Linked DNA regions of Mus musculus: region 2 is linked to region 1. A link is a contact called in public HiCAR-type data. All regions are on one chromosome and are shown on one strand. The core of a region is the stretch at or near the end of the contact, and the rest is flanking DNA. Distances in the headings are between cores, read along the strand shown. Region 1 has its middle 40 kb from the start of Gm34424. Region 2 overlaps Gm34974 (a long non-coding RNA gene).

Region 1 (3,008 bases), core at 11-2,510:
CGAGCAAGTTCCGAATGGAAGCTGAGCTTGCTGTGAGAGAGTGGGAGACTTGAGAGGCCTAATCCCCTGAACTTCTGTGGCAGGTGTGGCCCACCACATTCTGAGGGAGAGAGGCAGGTGACACCAAGTCAGTCCTCTGTTGCTTCAGCAATAGGAGCAAATATCAATGGCCGACATTTGCTGGCAAGGAGGCTTGTTTATGTGGTACACTGGTGACACATTTGTTCATGTTTAGCATCCTAACAGCCACGAGGAGCAGATCCTATGCTTACACCCATTTCACAGAGGGTAACTGAGATTTGGAGAAGAGAATAGTTTGACCAGTGATGGAGCTTAGTTCAGGTGAGGTGTCCTTAGCCTCGAGGCCAGTGTGGGCTCTTTGGGATCAGATTTCAGGAGAGTCATGCAAAGAGCTAGACACTTAGGGGTCCATGTCAGGCAATCCCCCACCTACGGACATCATGGGGATGTTTAAGGCAGTCTCAGCGGGGTCCAGGCCATCTAAGTGGCTGTGTCCTGCACCATCCCTGGGATGTCCAGTACAGGCATCCCTGCTGGTGACCATCAGCTCTTTCACAGGCAGGTTTTAGCTCCTTTCCTCCCTTTCTTAACTTCACCGATATCCATGGTCCTACCCTTAGCTTAGGACCTTAGACACAATAGCTTATGTGTCCTACACATAGGCCCACCTAGGGACCACTGTCAGTGAGCTCTTGGCCTGATGACACAATGATTTCCCTAACTGTATATTAACCTCCATCCATAGTCTCCATGATGGATGGCAAAGCCACAGGTCCTGAAGCCCCTCCTCTGAGGTGGTGCTATATTTGCATATGATTTGCATATCTCTTTACTTCCTCTCACCCTTCACAGCATCTCCACACTCCATAAGCTACCCCAATAAAACGACACGATGGGACGTAAATAGTTGTGCTATTATGTTTAAATGCTCTGCTAAAGGATAGTAAGGGAGAGGGCCAGTGCTTCTTCAATACAAACCCAATATGTTTTTTTCCAAATATTTTCAAACCATGGGTGATTGAATTCCTGCACTTGAGACCCATGGACAGCAAGTGCTGGACCATGCCAGGCTGCTATGGGAACTGAATGAGACAATGTATTGGCAAGAGTGACAATGGCCCAGTGTATTTCGTCTTTTCTTTAGAAAGAAGGGAACACAGAGACTACTCTGTGCAGTCCTGTGCCTAAAGCAAGGGTAAACAAGATGCTTGGCCTGGAGGGAGGAGGGGCTGAGTGCTTTAAGTGCTTGGTATTCATCTCTTTCCACTCTACAATTATCCCTTGAGGTTGTGATTATTCTTAGGACTGAGGGTGAACCAAGGCTCAGAGAGGGTAATTAATTTGCCCCAGGTCACCCAGCCAGAGAGTGGCAGCAGGTCTAAAATACAAAGGCACCCTTGTTGTCCACAGCTTATTTCCCAGAAGTGCCCCCATGTCTCCCGGCAGGAGACTGCCTGTGGAACAGGACGTGGTGTCAAGCACTTGCCTTCTCGTTAGGCAGGGTTCTGGCTGGGTTTCTGGGTCTCCCTGTGGTGCAGGGTTGGGGGACTGTCACGATAGGCAGTTCAGCACAGCAGAGAGGGATGAAGGAAGGCTGTGCTTTGACAAGGGCTTGTGCCCTTGTCACTTGGAACAGGAATGCTGGAAGCTGGGTCTTATCCCAGGTCCCTGAAGAGAGGGAGGAGGCAGCCAGTCTAAGGCCCTGTGCACTGTTTTAGTGATGCCCTGGGGCTTGGATTTAGGACTCCTGAGGACAACACCCTCACCCCTACCCACCTGACACCACCAGTCAGAGCTGCTCTGGCAAGAGGGAAAACTTTGCTAATTAATTAATATCAATCCAGGACCCACCTGGATTGGGCTTCGTGCTGATCAAGAAAAGAGGCTTTGGACATGGGGTGGGCTAGGCTCCTTGCTCAGTTCTTGTCTGGCAGCAGGTATGGGGCAGAAACTTGGACTTGGGCATGGCTGGAGCACGCCTACCCTGGCTTTGATGCTTCTAAAGGTGTGACTGTCAAGGTCACCTGGTACTGCAGTCAGGTGACTGTGTCAAGGTCACCTGGTACTGCAGTCAGACGTTGCTGGCCAGGCTCAGTTCTGCACAGAAAGTGGGTGCCAAGGCAGGGAGGCCTGTGGATGAAAGGGCAGCCATGGTTGGCAGACCTGTTCCCAAGAATATTGGGACACCCCCCCCCCACCCACACACACATACAACACTTACCCTCTGTTCCTCATCTTGATCTCTGCTCCTAATGAACCCCCATCCCCTCAAGCCCACCAGGGCCAACTCCCTGTAAGGTTCAGAGCTGACACATGTTGATGTCATCTCATATTTTACCATCTCTTTTTAAATTTTTAAACTTTATTTAGCCTGGTTTCCACAGTAAAAAAAAAAAAGCCTATTTGTGAGGAGAAAAAAAGTATGTGTGCTAATTCTTCTTGAAATAATAATAATAATAAAATGTGTTATCATTGTCTATGTGTGTGCATGCCCTGTGTACACATGAGGGGTTGTGGTGCAAATGGAGGTTGGGAGGGGAACTTGCAGGAATCGGTTCTCTCCTTCTACTGTGTGGGTTCTGCGCATCAAACGCTTGGTGGACATGCCTGTATCTGCTGAACTGTCCGGATGCTCCTTTTTCAACCTTGCATGGTACAGTGCGGGCAAGGGACCAGGGTAGCTATAGCTCCCTGGCTTGAGGCAAGTAAACTGATCACTCCCCTGCACCCCCCCCTGCCCCCGGATGGTCATGTTGAAGCTGGGGAGAGGCCGCAGGAAGATGCTGGCCTGTTCTTTTTCTTATTCCGATCACAAGTCAACTTTATTGCGTGTGAAATCTCAACGAGGTCCCATAGATCTCTTCCCCTGCTGCCAGCTTCTGCTTCAAGGTTGGTGTGGGCTCAGGCCAGGAGAAGCAAGGAGCTCAGCTCTCCTGCTATCTGTGGGAGACTCTGCACTAACAGCATCTCCTCTCTGTAGGAGGCAG
Region 2 (3,271 bases), core at 602-3,101, 320 kb before region 1:
AGCAAGGCTTCTAGGCTATTGCAAGCGCTGAAACCTTGCTTCCGCAGAGTCTGACCGTGCCACAGCCTGTGGCTCTCTGCCTCAGTCTTCCCTGTGCTTCTGGGACCCAGCCCTGGCTGAAACCTCCTTGTTCCTCTCTGCTCAGTGACTTGGTTTAAAGATCCACCCACTTTTCCTCTGCTGAACCAGTTTTCTCTGGCAGTTCTGCAGCTAGGAGGTAGACATGGAGAGTGCACCCCCAGCAGGGGTGGGTAGAATCATGCCCTAGGTGGCTTATTTATAAAGGTTTTTTTTTCTTGTTTTTATTTTTAAAAATTAGTGTGTGTGTGTGTGTGTGTGTGTGTGTGTGTGTGTGTGTGTGTGTGTGTGTGTGTATGCTCAAGCAGGTCAAAGGGCAACTTCTCGGACTTGGTACCAAGCATCCCGCTCGTCCTATTTTTCTGTTTGTTTGTTTTTTTTTTTTTTTTTTTTTTTTTTTTAAATTTTATTTATTCATTATATGTAAGTACACTGTAGCTGTCTTCAGACACTCCAGAAGAGGGCGTCAGATCCCGTTACGGATGGTTGTGAGCCACCATGTGGTTGCTGGGATTTGAACTCCTGACCTTCGGAAGAGCAGTCGGGTGCTCTTACCCGCTGAGCCATCTCACCAGCCCTTCTGTTTGTTTTGTTTTGTTTGCTTGTTTTTACAGATTGACTCTGGCTTTGAGGTGTAGCTTCTTTCCTCTGCTCTTCTGTGCAAAGCCTTCCTAGAAATGGAAGACGTCTGCATAGAGTGATCAGTGGGTACAGGCTCCTCATCTGCAGATGGGAAAGGTGAGGCATGAAATCTCAGAGTTGGACTCTCCCTCTCTTCACCTCCAGGCTAGAGGCTGCCCTGCCCCCAACTCCCAGCCTATGCTTGCTTGGGTTTGTGCTTTGCTGGCCTCCCGGCCTCCGGCCTTTGCAGCCTGTCTGTCATTTCCTGAACAGCGTTCTGTTCTGGGCTCCTGGATTTTGGCCCCGAGGATGTGGTTAAGGGGAGTTGTTCAAGCAGAAATGTGCAGGTTGGGCCCATAAATCTTTCCCGGACAACTTTCAGGCATACGATCCTCAAATGGCCCCACAGGAAGCCAGCAGAAGTAAGGTCTGCTGAGTTGGGTATAGTGCGGCTGCAGGACTTCAGAGACCACATCAGTGTGGGTATAGGGTACAGCCTGCACGGTGTACAGCCTGCACAGCTGTGCCCTGTGCCCTGTGTGCGTTTGGGGGTCTGGGTATAAGCAGGAATGTAAGCAAAGGACCCAGCTTAAACTGCAGGAAGTTGCCTGAGACACAGAAGGAGGCTGGGTGGTCATTTAGGCTCGTCTCGGAGAACACCTAGGGTCTGCAGGTTGTTTCATCGGCCCCTTTTCCTCGTGTGTAAAGTAGTGAAGGCAACCTGACCTTCAGCAGGCCGTGATGAGCAGGCAGAGACAGGCTTCCACAGCAGACAGTGTCTCTGGAGTTAGCTAGCACCAGGTCCAGCCCGCAAGAGGACATCAAAACTCAAGGTGGGGGTTGGGATAAGGGCCCTGGGCTTCGCCACCCTTTGACCCACTTCGACCTGAAGCCCTTGGCTGATAGCCGGCTAGGAAAAGATTCCCTTTCTAAATGTCACTCCAGTGACTGCTAGGGAGCCAGAGTTTCAAGTTCTGTGGTAGATGGTGTGGCTTCTACCCTGCAGAGGAGGGAGGATATTCGTTTTGCCCCATAGTTTCCCTGATCTCCTCATTCCCAGACTACCAGGGTGGCCCTCCTGGAGGCCTCCTGGTCACCCAGACAGAGGGCTCAGGAAGGGGGTTGGGGCACTGTGCCTCAGCCCCCTTTGCATCCCCTGGTTCCTCTAAAGCCCCCTCTGAAGGGGACCTCGGAGCTCTAATGAGTTGAGGGCCTTTAGAGCAGCCCAGGCAAACCAATTAGGTTTGCTTAAAAATATTGTATTCATTAGCATGAAAATAAAGCTGAACTTTTTAGAGATAATTGCATCTTTTAAAATGCGGTAGTCTTTGTCTGGGCTTGTCTCATAAATATGCATGCTGCATAATTCTTTTGGAACCGTGGTTGCAATCATGAGTGACACACAAATGCACCCAGGGTGTTAATATTCTGACAAGAGCGGAGCCTCTTGGGCAGGCGGTGCCACTGGCGGGGCCTCCAGAGGCGTCCCTGTGGTCCCCAGCTGCAGTCTGTGCCATTCTCAGGGACAGAGCACAGTCCAGGGTCCCTATACCAGGCATCAGCTCTAGTTCTCAATGGCTCTCTTTTGTGCAACTGCCCCATGGAAAATTCTAGGGCTCTCCTCAAAAGGCAGGCAAGAGGGGAATCAAAGGTTGAGCTCAATTTACAGCCCAGGAATTGAAGCCTGGGGGGTGGGGAAGAGTTGGGGGAGCAGTGGAGGTTGCCAAGGTCACCGGGAGGGAATGGGACCAAGGTGAATTTTGTCTATGTCGACTGATGCTCTTTATCCCTGTAGGGCTAGGGCCCCCATTCTCATGTAGTGGAGAAGGGGTATTTTCCATATTGGATAGTCTGGGTGCCCGGGGGAGGGGCCAGCATGTCTTGCCCCATTCACTCCTGTGTTCCCAGTTGCCAAACCCCTTACACTGGTTTCTTCTGAGAAACATCTCGGTTGCCGTGGGTTCCTGTCCTGCTAGACAATTTTTTATTTCGTGGGATGGGGAGGCTTGTGTGTGTATTAGCATGGGCCTGGAGGTCAGAGGGCAACCCACAGAAATTAGGTCACTCCTCCCATCAAGGGTGTTCTCAGTTGCAAATTCCATGCCTTTTGGGCTTTTCTCTCTCTGTCTCTACTACCCCCCCACCTCAATACTGCTCTAAGATCAATACTGGTCCCTCAGCCCAGTGCCCAGGCAAACCACGAGTGCAGGGAAGTTTCTCAAAGCCCTTACTGCAAGTCCTGGTCCTTTCCCCCACCCCCCAGTGTGCCCAGAGTGGGGCTGGTGCCCTGAGGTCAGCAGGAGAGGCAGTTCTTCCTCTGGGATACACTGTCCCCTGGAGAAGGCAAACTGGTTACAGAAATGCAGTACAAGAAAGAGGGCTGTATGGGGTCAAGCACCCCTGCTGCTGTGGGGGCAGGGGAGGCAGAGATAGCTTGTCTGGGGGCACTGAGGAGAGACCTGGAGGTGGGGCAGCAGAGTAGCCTGCCTAACCTGGTCTCGATGACCCTTGAGGGCATCTGGCTTTTGCTTTTCCCATGTAGACAGCTGGAAGTCAACTCTCCACCTATTTG

The links. HiCAR-type assays count read pairs that join an accessible place to other places.
Region 2: a contact with region 1 is called in a HiCAR-type map of astrocytes, with 2.9 times the contacts expected there. The contact joins two enhancer-like sites. A contact is called at or near these places in 3 of 484 Hi-C or Micro-C datasets (bone marrow-derived macrophages, myocytes and stem cell-derived neural stem cells) and 4 of 115 datasets of contacts at active chromatin or transcription factors (astrocytes, embryonic basal ganglia and stem cell-derived neural progenitor cells).

The regions. Positions count from the first base shown.
Region 1 is chr9:61,548,338-61,551,345 of GRCm38.p6, reverse strand. No RefSeq gene overlaps it. Among named protein-coding and RNA genes, the nearest start is that of Gm34424, 40 kb to the right of the region's middle. Within about 2 kb of position 1,260, at least 47 of the 459 cell types and tissues checked have an H3K27ac peak or open chromatin away from gene starts, as enhancers often do. A contact at or near this core is called in astrocytes and embryonic basal ganglia, where this site is marked.
Region 2 is chr9:61,871,296-61,874,566 of GRCm38.p6, reverse strand. It overlaps Gm34974 (a long non-coding RNA gene), which reads left to right. Exons shown (of 6, transcript XR_001779199.2): 3 at 693-816. Among named protein-coding and RNA genes, the nearest start is that of Gm34974, 26 kb to the left of the region's middle. Within about 2 kb of position 1,851, at least 53 of the 459 cell types and tissues checked have an H3K27ac peak or open chromatin away from gene starts, as enhancers often do. A contact at or near this core is called in astrocytes and embryonic basal ganglia, where this site is marked.